Linked DNA regions of Mus musculus: regions 1, 2 and 4 are each linked to region 3. A link is a contact called in public HiChIP or PLAC-seq and capture Hi-C data. All regions are on one chromosome and are shown on one strand. Each heading gives the region's core, a stretch centred on a gene start, on an enhancer-like site or on the middle of the called end of the contact. The rest is flanking DNA. Distances are from core to core; before and after follow the strand shown. Region 1 holds the start of Spidr (scaffolding protein involved in DNA repair). Region 2 holds the start of Pkp2 (plakophilin 2). Region 3 holds the start of Fgd4 (FYVE, RhoGEF and PH domain containing 4). Region 4 holds the start of Ppm1f (protein phosphatase 1F (PP2C domain containing)).

The links. HiChIP or PLAC-seq counts read pairs in DNA pulled down with a chosen protein or histone mark. Capture Hi-C pulls out chosen DNA fragments and counts their contacts.
Region 1: a capture Hi-C map of embryonic stem cells shows a contact between it and region 3, with 5 times the contacts expected there. The contact joins the promoter of Spidr here to the promoter of Fgd4 in region 3. A contact is called at or near these places in 7 of 39 promoter capture datasets (cranial neural crest, embryonic stem cells, hippocampal neurons and 3 more), 1 of 115 datasets of contacts at active chromatin or transcription factors (pancreatic cancer cells) and 1 of 9 other capture datasets (embryonic stem cells).
Region 2: an H3K4me3 HiChIP or PLAC-seq map of embryonic stem cells shows a contact between it and region 3, with 8 times the contacts expected there. The contact joins the promoter of Pkp2 here to the promoter of Fgd4 in region 3. A contact is called at or near these places in 15 of 39 promoter capture datasets (the 3T3-L1 cell line, the C10 cell line, the HPC-7 cell line and 9 more), 4 of 484 Hi-C or Micro-C datasets (embryonic stem cells, liver, nephron progenitors and 1 more), 8 of 115 datasets of contacts at active chromatin or transcription factors (bone marrow-derived macrophages, embryonic limb bud, embryonic stem cells and 4 more) and 3 of 9 other capture datasets (adipose tissue, embryonic stem cells and liver).
Region 4: an HNF4G HiChIP or PLAC-seq map of pancreatic cancer cells shows a contact between it and region 3. The contact joins the promoter of Ppm1f here to the promoter of Fgd4 in region 3. A contact is called at or near these places in 8 of 39 promoter capture datasets (the C10 cell line, embryonic stem cells, hippocampal neurons and 3 more), 6 of 484 Hi-C or Micro-C datasets (B cells, embryonic stem cells, large pre-B cells and 2 more), 2 of 115 datasets of contacts at active chromatin or transcription factors (large pre-B cells and pancreatic cancer cells) and 1 of 9 other capture datasets (pancreatic islet).

The regions. Positions count from the first base shown.
Region 1 is chr16:16,145,323-16,148,599 of GRCm38.p6, reverse strand. It overlaps Spidr (scaffolding protein involved in DNA repair), which reads left to right and starts at 1,749. Exons shown (of 20, transcript NM_146068.4): 1 at 1,749-1,855. The coding sequence starts at 1,823.
Region 2 is chr16:16,211,646-16,214,765 of GRCm38.p6, reverse strand. Pkp2 (plakophilin 2) reads right to left here and starts at 1,421. Exons shown (of 13, transcript NM_026163.2): 1 at 1,171-1,421. The coding sequence starts at 1,393.
Region 3 is chr16:16,598,272-16,601,321 of GRCm38.p6, reverse strand. Fgd4 (FYVE, RhoGEF and PH domain containing 4) reads left to right here and starts at 1,344. Exons shown (of 17, transcript NM_001301817.1): 1 at 1,344-1,544. The coding sequence starts at 1,394.
Region 4 is chr16:16,895,199-16,898,024 of GRCm38.p6, reverse strand. Ppm1f (protein phosphatase 1F (PP2C domain containing)) reads right to left here and starts at 1,556. Exons shown (of 8, transcript NM_176833.4): 1 at 1,401-1,556.

The DNA.
Region 1 (3,277 bases), core at 500-2,999, 450 kb after region 3:
ATATCTATAAAAGTTTGGATAGAAATATTCAGGGAAGGTGAGAGTTATAAGAGGAAGTGACAAGCTAGCATTGTATTAGTGCTGCAGAAGGACTACAAACCAATAGCAAAACCACATATTCTAGAAAGACTAAGAAAACTATTCCAAGAGAAAACTAAACTTGGTGTTTCCTTTCACGTAGCCTAAGACAGCCTTGAATTCACTACTTTTGGGAATTTGGGAAAATTGTAATTCTCTAAAATATCAGCCCATGGGAAAAGAAGGGCAGGATTTTTTTTTTTTTTTGCAACTCGGACTTTAAAAACAAACAAACAACAACAAAACAAATATTATTTTGCCATGTGCGGTAGTGCACAGCAGTAATCTCAGCACTCAGGAGGCAGAGACAGGAAAATCTCTGAGTTGAGGCTAGCCTGGTCTACACTGTAAGTTCTAGGATAGTCAGGGCTAAGTAGTGAGAGACCCTGTCTCAACAAACACAAACAAACAAGCTAACCAGTGGAAGAAACAAACAGAAACCCAAAGCAGACAGAAAACCCCACTGTCTTGTGTTACGTCAGTAAGCCAGTCATTTTGTCCTTTTTTCTCCTATGCTGTAGTCCCCCTTTGCAGAATGGCATATCAAAAACTGCTCCACTTGCAGTAGTATTTTTAATTCATTAAGGGCCTTGTTTCCCACTCTGCCTATCTTTCAGTTAGAGAATAAAGTCACCACCCAGGCTCTAAGCTCCTCTTCTGTACACATCTGTAAATACAACTTTCTGAGAATCCTTTCCATTGTCCACTCCAAGTTTTCAACAATATAGTTTATTTAATATTTTCTTCAATATATATCTTTATAGAATATGCCTCCGCTAATCTAGTTTCTACTTAAGTCCCATGCAAACACATTCTTGACAAGGACTTATTTAGTGTTTTTTTCGACACTAGAAACCCTGTTAATCCAGTTTCCACTCAAGTAGCAGCTCTCTGTCCTGCTGGTTTGAACATACATAGACAACTATGTCCTAGCGCTTTAAAACATCCAAGGAACGGCTTCATCTTCCACATTAAAATGTTCCCTGAACCAGCATCTAGAAATTTAAGAATGTAAGCTCTCTGGCTTTTCCCAGATCTATAGTATGTGAAACCTACTTTATAACAAATCCAACTAGTGTTCCTATAGTTTTTTTTTTTAAATAGGAAATCTTTGCTCTTGATATTTATGAATTTTATATTTAAGAATTCCTCATTAGTTAGAGAAGTACTATTCCTTTTCCTGGCTTACTTATGTTTTATTACTAATTAACAATAATTATTGAATTCTAGTTTACGGCTGCCAAGCCAACGACCACCATATCCCAGAACTCACTTGGCTCACCTCCCACCCTTACTTGTGTTACATCATTTTCCATATAAATAAGGAGAACACCCCCTCCTCGCTCTCTTCTCTTCTCTCTCTGCCACTCCCTTATCTCTCCCTCTCAATAAAACCTCTTCACGTTGAACTGCCTGGGCCTAGTGTGCTTCTTGGTGACCCGCTATTCTAACACATCACTGGTTACTGCTCTAAGGCTTTGCTTAGCTAGGAGAGAGGATGACCTGTAGATCAGCTCTCAGGCTCCCTAAAGAGCGAGAGGAAGAGCCTAGACAGCAGCTCCCTCAGTTTGAGCCCGTGGAACTTGAGACGACGGCTTTCGCAAGGGGCGGGGCGCGGGAAGGGGCGTCTCCGGAGGAAAGGGGGCGGGGCGCGGGAAGGGGCGTCGCCAGAGGGAAGGGGGCGGGGCGCGTGATGGGCGGCTTCCGGATGGGGCGGCGAGCAGGAAGACTGTGCACGTAGGAGATGTCTGGAGCCCGCCGCCCCGGCACGTCCAAGGTACGCTGTGCTGTTGCTATGAAAGCAGAGGGCGGGCGTGTAACCTCTGTGGGCTTCTCGTGCCTGTCCCTGGTCCGGTGAAGGGAGCTGGTGCGCCCAGTCTGACCGGCACGAGCCCGTTGGTGGCGGTCGGTCTAGGCAGGGTTCCCTCGCTCTGCCTCTGCCCAGGTCTGCTGAATGGTCCTGGGAACCAAGCGGGTGGGTGGCTGACAGGGAGGACGAATTGATTCGGAGTGAGTGTGAGCTGGCGTCTGGCAGTTCATTTGCCTCCGTTTTATTTTGTTGCTTAACACACCAAGACAGTAGTGGGTATTGGAGTATCTCTTCTGTCCCAGGCATCTTTTGCTACACTTTGCTTTCCCGCCTAAACTTTCTGAGAGGCGTGCTTCTCCCGTGTCTCCCGCAGTCCCTGTATACTGTAGGCACTGTTGTAGGAACTGTTACATGGATGAAATTTAAGCGATCCTCTACATTTCTCCGACATTGTGTTTCTCTTGGATCATATTTTGCCTTTTCAAAGTTCCTCACTTACAGATGATTATTTCATAATACTCAAAATTTAGAACAGCAAACGGTGCTTCATTCCCTCACCTGCTCTTCCTTTCACTAAATGCTAAACTCCCTTAACACTACCATTCGTACTTATTTCTCAGATAGCCTTGAAAGATGACACTGTGAACTTTGTAACTTATTTAGAGAGTAAAAGCACGTATAACTTATGATTTAAAAGACTAATTTAAATTTCAGGAAGACTAAAAGATGAAAAAATCAAGGAATTAAAACATTTCTACATCTAACATAAATTAGTTCTTGCAGCCCTCGATACCCTTGCTAACTGTATACATTTATTTAAGCGTCCCTAAAGTCCTGATTCACTCTTATAGCTGCTCATTCACTTCTCCTAACTGCCCAGCTCCAAATTTTGACTTTGTGCCTATTCTCAACAACTTTTTTTTTTTTTTTTTTTTCGAGACAAGGTTTCTCTGTGTAGACCAGGCTGGCCTTGAACTCAGAAATCCTCCTGCCTCTGCCTCCCGAGTTCTGGGATTAAAGGCGTGCGCCACCACGCCCGGCTTCTTTTCTTTTCTTTTCTTTTCTTTTCTTTTCTTTTCTTTTCTTTTCTTTTCTTTTCTTTTCTTTTCTTTTCTTTTCTTTCTTTCTTTCTTCTTCTTCTTCTTCTTCTTCTTCTTTTTTTTTTTTTTTTTTTTTTTGGTTTTTTGAGACAGGGTTTCTCTGTATAGCCCTGGCTGACCTGGAACTCACTTTGTAGACCAGGCTGGCCTAGAACTCAAAAATCCGCCTGCCTCTGCCTCCCAAGTGCTGGGATTAAAGGCATGCGCCACCATGCCCGGCGCCTTTTCACAACTTTAAGAGTTTGCCCTGGACTGCGATTTTTAGCTGTCACTACAGCATAAAGAAATT
Region 2 (3,120 bases), core at 172-2,671, 390 kb after region 3:
ATATGTTAACTCATGATCGACTTAAAACTCCACATTTTGGCTTTTATATACCACCTATGCCACTTTCTGTCTGGAATCTTGACTGTTTTATTTGCTCAGTTTCCTTGTCTCTAAGCTTGGATCCACAGTAAACCCAGCCCATGTCTGTAATCTCAGCACATGGGAGACGGAGACGGGAAGTTTGAGGCTGCATCTTAAAAATCGTATCTATATCTACACATATGGAAAGAGAAAGGAAAAAAATACACAGTTCATTTTAAGAAGATAATATAAAGTGCGAACCACATAGCCTAATTAGGGACGTTACAGGCACTCACTTACATGAGCTTGCAATCATTAAACACCTCTTTACTTTTCAAGTATGCAAACATCAACTGCCCTAACCTTTAGACAAACTGAAAAGCGGACAGCCTCCCAGACTCTGCTATTTGAAATCCACATGCTGGCACGGAAGCATTATTATTCTTAATGGTAATCACATTTACCAGAGCTTCTGATCTTTCTGATCAACCACACTTCTGTCAACTAGTCTGTGTGGTGGGGGGTTGATTTTTTTTTTTTTAATGAGGGCGGTTCTGCACCCACGCATCTGTTGGTTCTGGTGTGTGGGTGTGAGGTGGGCAGGCGGGGCTACCTTCAGCCTGGCCAAAGTCTCCTTCCTCCTTATCCTCCGCAGGGTGTTCAGGTTGCTCCCAGACCCAAAGCCGACTTGCTCAATTTGTTTAGTCGCAGATACGGAGTGGAGCACTTGGACGAGGTAACCTCAATTTAGAGGATGGAGGAACCGCAGGGCTTTGAAGGTTTCTTTCTAAAAATATTTATAGAGAGTCGTAAACTCTAAAACATCTCAATAAAAGCCCAAAGCGCCTTATTCCAGAAGATCAATCTTGCATACCAAAGTCTGCATAAAATTTCAAAGTGTTTTTTAGAATCTCAGGGAGAGAACCCGGAGCGAGCGGCGAAGGGTGAAACCGATCGAATTCTTTAATACAGACAATTGTGTAATTAACAAACGAATAAGGTAGACCAGAACCAAAGGTTAGGGAGGAAGCGTGTCCAAAGCGACCAACCACGAGCCGGAAAAGGTAAGGTGAGCAACAGGTGGGCGGGCGGACACCGGTTCGCACCGGGGAGACCTACGACTAGCACGGCGGGTGGGGTTCGACTCACCGCTGACCGCAGAGCTCCGGCCCCGGCGGGCCAGGGTCTGCTGCACCTGCTCCTGGATCCGCTGGCTCCGGGCCGCCGGGTCGCCGCGGCCGCTGCTGCCGGCCAGCCTCAGTCTGGCCTCGGAGGGCAAGGCCAGGCTGGAGCTGTCCAGGTGACCCAGGATCTGCTGGCCCAGCACAGTCCGGATGTAGCCACACTCGGCCAGTGAGCCGGGGACGGCCATCGCGTCGGCGGAGTGACCAGGAGGGACTGCCAGGACCTGCCCGCAAAGCCGCAGAGGCGTGGGGACCGGCAGCAAACCCCGCCCCGCCCCGCCCCGCCCCGCCCCGCCCCGCCCCGTAGGACCCAGGCCCTTAGGGGACAGGGGCGTGGCTCCTGCAAAGCAGGCGCACTCCGCCCGGGGCGAGCACGTCCTCTGAGGCCCCCACGTATTCTCGGCTCGCGAAGGATTGTGGGAGGAGCTGCCCTTAGGACAGGTGCAGCTGGGAACTTCTGCTGTGAGTAGCACATCTAGTTAGTTAGGGTCAGTTACACTGTTCCAAACGTTCACAGATAATGAAACATGTATGAAATAGACGTATTTTAAAGGTTTTTTTTTTTATCCGTAGTACTTCAGGACGCCGAGCTTTTTGTACAGATGGAGCCCCAGAAACATATGTTCTCCCTCAGTGAAAGCCTCTGCTTGCTCTTGCAAATACACAAATTGTACCCAGTGCGCTCTTGTCCACCCACTTCCTTCTTAAGGAACATGCCCACACAGAGAAACTCCAATAAGAGGCCCAGAGAAAAGATGACTTTTAATACTCAGTTTTAATAGCTCTTCTAACGTTGACTAAGCCCTCTTTATGACAAGCTCTTTGCAGGGGAACTCATGAACGAGGTTTCTCACTTAAATCTCCCGAACTTGAGTTTATCATGCTATTAACTATGCTTCACATGCAATTGGGCTAAGAACAAGAGCTAAGCTCAACAGAAGGGTCCTTGAACTTAAAGTTGACAACCGATGCTACTCTCCACATACTGGTATTTAGACTTGGGAGAAGAAAAGAAAAACATCTATGTTTGTTATCAAGTGGGGTCTTTTCCTTTGGTTGCTAGGGTTTGTACCTTTGTTGGAACAGCTAGGGAACACAACTTCTCTTCTTCCCCGGTTCCTAACTAAACAGTTAATGTGGCTTCCTGTTTTGCCTTCGAGCATCGAGGAAATCAGGGACGAGTCACTCTTTCTCCACAGGCCACATAGTCAAAGGTCATAAGGAAAGCTCTGGAGGTGGGAGCTATGAGGTCAGCAAAAGCAACTGGGCCAGTCTTTAGGTAAATTGTGCCCAAAAGCTTGGCTTGCCAAGTCAGGTGTAAATAATGTACAGATGTGATGCTGAGAGCTTACCGAAAACAAGAATGTTATGACGGTTAAATTACAGCAACAAATCCTGTCACCAGCCCCTTGTAAGCAACCTGTTTCCCTTCATCTATCTCCTAGCTCCTTCTGAAAGTCCCAGGTCTGTTGCTTTAAAAGATAACTGCAGCGCCTGCTTCTGCAGGGCCAGGACTCACTCTGGCTTCTGTACCTGGAGAACTATGATTGGTAAGGTCCCATTCTGCTTTCTTCAGCAAGAGACAAACAGGAAATTTCTCTTATTTATCTTAGGAAGTGTAACTTCACTTTCCTGTTTCTTGTCAAATCACTTTTTAAAAGTTCTGTTGTAATTGATTATCTTATTATGCAGGCTCCAATAAATGAGGATATCTTGTAGTTGGTAGTTGGATGGTTTGATAAAAGAATGGCAATTAGAAATTAGCTTACAAGTGAAGGAGGATATACATCTAATTTAGCTTATCCTTTGGTATGGCTAAATAACATAGCCTCTATCCTCCCCAGGTTCCTAACCATACAATTAATGTAGAGCTATGTAGCGTCCTGTTTTACCTGAGGATCAAGGAAGTGAAAAG
Region 3 (3,050 bases), core at 95-2,594:
CGGTTAAGAGCACCCGACTGCTCTTCTGAAGGTCCTGAGTTCAAGTCCCAGCAACCATATGGTAGCTCACAACCATCCGTAAGGAGATCTGACTCCCTCTTCTGAAGTGTGTGAAGTGTCTTCTGAAGTGTCTGAAGACAGCTGCAGTGTACTTAGATATAATAAATAAATAAATCTTTAAAAAAAAAAAAAGCTATTGTCTTGAGCCAGGTAACCATGTTAGCTACTTTTGTCTTTTCTCTGTGGTCATGTCCTTTTTCTGCCGTGGAAATGTACATTGGAAACTGCTTCATATTCATAAATCTGTTGACTTTATTACTACATTATCTTTAACAGTGGTCATGATAAACTGGGTCTTGTGCTGTTCTGGAAACCAGTGTTATTCTGTGGATGAAATCTGAAGGGAATCTGTCTGCACCGACTGACTGGCTGGTTAGAACTTCAGTACTGTAGAGAGGTTAGAACGCTGCAAGCCCAGAGGCTAATTAACTTACCTTGGCCTAGCTTTAGCCCAGGGGAACAGTCATTTCTTGTCCACCTCTACTTTAAAACTAACATCCCATGACTAACAGATTAAACTAACCTTTGGAATCTATTGACTGACTTAGATGACTTCTAGCAACCACAAAGCTAAGAATGTCACGAGATAGTATCTCAAGCCTATTCAAAAACCTCCATCTTGCTGGTAACCGCCTCTCTGATATACCTACCAATGGACTTTAAACTTGCCTTGATTTACGACTTTCTTTGTTCTGTGAAACTCTAAGACTGCTTCCGCATTGGAACATGGAATTTGAGGTTGTCTAAATCTGTGTTCCTGGGCCATGGTTACTCAAAAGGGCTGCAGAAGAAACTTTTATTCCCTTTAAGGTGAGAGCTGCGCTTCCTTATTGCTTGAACAGCGCTCCCGGCAAGCTGATTCGCTTCTTCCAAGAGCCGGCGGTGCATCTGGAATTCCGGCTTCTCAGTCATTTTCAAAGCTGGGTTTCCTTACCTAAAGTTTGCAGCGCGGTAGCCTGGGAGACTTTGGCTCTTGAAAGTGTGGTGAGTAACAGCCAGACTGTTCTTCCAGCATCCCAGGGCGTGGTCGGTAAGTAAGCTGATGAGGCGTTTCTGAGGTTCAGGTGAGCCAGGCAGGTGCACTCTGCCTTCCCCTGGGCCAATGGGCGACGCCGGTCCCCCCCAAGCCTCTTCGGCGCTCGGGCGGGACCGCGCTGCACTCTGGCGATTGGCTGTGCAGCGGGGGCGGCCTGGGCCGGCCGCTGCCGGAGAGTCCGACGACGGAGTCGGAGCGCAGGCCCGGGAAGCGAGGCCTGCGCGGGGAGGGAGCGCAGGGAGTCGCGCAACCTGGACGCGCGCGGGGCAAGGCTTGCGGGAGTGACCGCAGGCCACCATGAACAGCGAGAGCGACCATAACTTCAGGCGGGTGGCCATCCGGCGGAAGTCAGGCTCCTACCTGCCGCCCGGGATCCCCCGGCCCTGGAGCAGGCCTTCGCCGCAATTGCGGCGCCTTGACCGTGTCGCGCAACCCAGCCAGGCCGCAGGTAATGCGTGGGTGAGCGGAGCGAGGGCGTGCCGCGTGTTGGGGGGCCGGCGGGGGGCGTGCCGCGCGTGTTGGGGGCGTGACGCCTGTGTTGGGGACTGGCGGAGGGCGTGCCGCGTGTTGGGGGCTTGACGGGGTGTTAGGAGTGGAGTGGGTGTGGGTGTGTGCCTTTGGCTGTTGAGGACCTGGGGGAAAGGGCTGCCTTCTGTTGTGAAAGGGATCCTCACAGGTTAGTTACCCCGCAGGACACTATTCCTAGTTAGTTTGTTCTTTCTCCCAAAGCTTCAAGAATATGGCCAGCTTGTTCTTAAAAAACTAAAGGTGTGCCCTTAGAAAAAGCTTTATTAGGAATTGTACAACCTATTTTTCAATATACTGCTGTTTAAGATTCACCAAATTCCTCTGCTCAGTTGACCTTAGTTCCCTGGCGCTCCCTTCCCGAGGGCAAAAGTCAAACACTCAGATAATGTTTATGTTTTTGAATATTTTGAATCTTAAAAAGAAATCTCACCCTTCTTTACTTTCATTTTGTAATGATTGAGCAAGCAGCTTTGTGTTTTTATCAATATGATCAATGTCGAGACTGGTAAATATGCTGTCTATTCCTTGTCCCGAAGCTATAGAAGGCACATGACAGAAAATCGTGATGGATGGTGTGTTAAGTGTGTGTTCACGTTAGATAAGTCAGGATGTGAGATGATGCATGAACTGGATCACGGAGAGTCCTCTGTAATCATTTCCTGTAGAAGTAAGAAACTGATAAAGTATTCTGGAGATCTCTTCCAGTTCTAGCTGTGATTCACCAAACTGAATGAAAATGTTATTAAGTGAAAATGGTTTGCTTTGTCATCGCATTTTGTCACCCGTTGTTTTCAGCACAGACACTGGTCTGATGCCTCTGTTATGTTACTAGATTTATTTTCAAATGCTTTGAAGAGACGATCAAAATATGAAACATCCTCTTTCAAGAGTCACAGTATAGTCTATAAATTATTTCTGCAAAGCAGCTATGCTTGTAGGAGAAAGGGTTCTGTTTGCTCTTTTATTTATTTGTGCCCTCCCCATTCCCCCACCCCCATACTGGGAGTAGAATTCAGGGCACTTGGGTAAGCAGGCTACTACTCACTATGCCCAGCTATCCTGGTTTTTTGTTTGTTTGTTTGTTTGTTTTTTGGTTTTTTTTCCATCCATTGCTGAAGTCTTCTCCTCCTAATTTTTAAATTTGGTCTTCTCCTCCTAATTTTTATTTTTATTTTTTTAAATATATATTTATTTGAGTATACTATAGCTGTCTTCAGACATACCAAAAGAGGGCATCAGATCCTATTACAGATGGCTGTGAGCCAGCCACCATGTGGTTGCAGGGAATTGAACTCAGGACCTCTGGAAGAGCAGTCAGTGCTCTTAACCACTGAGCCATTCCTCCAGCCCTCCTTCTAATTTTTAAATTCAAAGGGAATCTCTAGCAATTTCAGAAATAGAGTACCACCGGGCAGTGGTGGCGCAC
Region 4 (2,826 bases), core at 307-2,806, 300 kb before region 3:
CATGTCTACACCCCCCCCCCCCACTATCTTTCATGGGCTGTTCTGTGCAGCCATATTATTGTGCTGCCATTTTTCTTTTGAAAGGGATCCTAAGCTCCATGTGGTCAGTGTCCTGGCTGTTTGTGCTCAGCAGGCCTGCATGGCCACTAGAGTGAGGTAAGCAGCCTGAGGTCTGGGGGGATCACACAGGAAATGAAAACTCTCCCTTAGTACACTGGGTAGCAAAGACAGTCTTCCAGAAAAGACTGGCTTCAGGCAACATCACAGAGGAATTCTGCAAATTAATCTGTTGTGGGAGGTTAACAGTTATTAGAACAATTGTTTTGTTTATGTCTCAGAACTGTGTGGGAAAACATGCCATCAGGTCATACTGCAGTTGAAAAAAAAACCAGGTGGTAGGAGGAAAGTGTTACTCTAAGGTCACAAATATTAGTTGTCACCAAAGCAGGACTCAGTTGAGGAATCTGGTGCCCAGTGACTTGGCCACTTCCATCCCAGTTTGCCGCTGAGTAAAAGTAAAATTTGACGATGGGAGGAATATGAACACTGAGACCATGAGGTAGAGGCAGCTCTCGTTCAGTTCCTTAGGTGGGAACAGTTCACAGGGCTGTCCCAGGGCACATTGTGAACACATCTGTTAATCAAGGGGCCTAGAAATAGGCGGCCTTGGTAGGGCAGACCACTGCCTTCCACTGGGCCTCACTAGATGTTAGTCTGCAGAAATCCTTACAATCCCTTTTCTCCTCATTATACGGAGAGCTTAGGGGGCTGGCCTGAGACCACACAACTGTAACGGTGAAGCCCAAGGCTCTCAGGACTGAGGCTCTACTGCAATCTAGCCCAATGGCTTCAGCCTGCGTCTTGAAACCAGGTGGTAAGTAAAACACTAGCTTTAAATACACTTAGGGACGCCACTGGGCTGGGCATTCAGGTTGAAAATGTGGTCCCAGTCCGGGTCGTCACTAGTAGGGCTGAGGGTAGGGCCGTGGGCCTAGCCCTCATGTTTTGGAAGATAAGAGGGAATGATCCTTGAAAACAGGATTGTCACTCCTTGGTACTGTTTTGCCTCACAGCTCTCAGCCTCCTCCTGGACCTCGGTTCAGACACAGCCCTGGGGGAGGGTGTCAATGGATTCCCAGTTCCGTGCCTTTAGTTTCCGACGCCTTGCCACCAGGGCCCGGCGGCGGCTTGCTCAGATTTTTTGCTCACAGCTATCCCCCAAAGTCCCATGGGCTCAGGCACCCGAAACCGGTCTTGGCCTTAGTGCTTTCTCACCTCTCCATTTCGTCCTCAGTCTCATTTCACTTTCGTGCATCTCAGGCCCCCACATGACCCCCACCCTAGTCCGAGTCTTCCACCCTCACCCTCGCTCTTCATCCCTTGCACCCCGCGGGCCTCACCTGCCAGCCTGCCGCAGTGCTCCCCACGAGCTGCTCTGGGCAGCCCCGCCTACTTCCCGTCCTAGGCGCCGCAGGCTCTGCGCAAGCGCAGTCGGGCCTCGGGCGCACCTCTGCTGCCTCCTGCTGGTCCCTCTGCTCTCTTGTTTCAGGGACGACAAGAGCCCCAATAGCCAGTGCGTTGCTACACTTCTCCAGCCTTGACTGGGCAGAAAGCAGTCCTTGCTTCACAATGCTCAGTCATTGCTTCACAACGTGTGTGGTGATCAGTCTCAGGGCAGTGATGCGGCTTCATACTGCTCAGGACTGGCCACCCATCAGAGACTTTAGAAAATATTTTCATGTATAACATTATATTCATTTTATACCAATGAACGTGTACACTGCCTGTGTACAGTGTGGAGAGTACCCCTTCAAGTTTCATTGTGGTCCTGCCCACTTAACCACAGGCCCCAGGGGCTTTGTGGTTAAGGGTTCCAGGCCCTTTGTGCTCAGCAGGACTGCATGGCCACTGAGAATTCGTTGAGCAGCTTGAGCTCTGGGGCTATAAAGCAGGAAATGAGACACTTTTCTTAGTGCACTGGGTAGCAAAGGCAGTCTTAAAGACAAGGTTGGCTCCAGGTTGTCACCTGGCTTTTAAAACAATTGTTCCGGCATGGTGACGCAAGCCTTTAATCCCAGCATTTGGGAGGCAGAGGCAGACAGATTTCTGAGTTCGAGGCCAGTCTGGTCTACAAAGTGAGTTCCAGGACAGCCAAGGATACACAGAGAAACCCTGTCTCGAAAAACAAAAACAAAACAAACAAAAAAACCCAATTGTTTGTTTTGTTTATGTCTCAGAACTGTGCTGACAAGCACATGCCATCAGACCCCATTGTCTTAGGAACTTGTCACCTGATTAGGTTTCAGGGAACCCATGAGCCTGGGGAACCAATAGATGGGTGTGTGTACTGGCATGGTGGGGAGAATGTCTGTCTGCTACGCAAGTAGAGTCCTGGTTCATTCAACCTGATTAAGGTTTGAGGTCATTTATAACCTGATGAGGTAGAGGGTGATACAGAGAAGACAGCAAAAGCAGGCACTAGGAACCTGGCCCTGTTAGGCTCTAGGCCAAGGACATATCTGTAATGTACCCTTTCCTGAGGTTGCTGTCACCATGATTGTCTTGTTTGTAGTCTACTATGCCAAAGCCTTTACTCTTGTTAAATTCCCAATATTAGCTATACCAACCAGCTTAGCTCAAACCTCTTCATCAAGACATGCCAAGCTGTGGGGTAGAGCCAGGAGGTCTCAGAGTGCTCAGTTCCAGGTCTCTCATCTGTGTCCTCTCCCAGTTCCCAAAATCCTTTCCCAGAAACCTGTTCTGAGCACTATGAGAGTGAGTGCAAACACTCCCTACCACACTAGCCTCTATCACTCAGAGACTGGC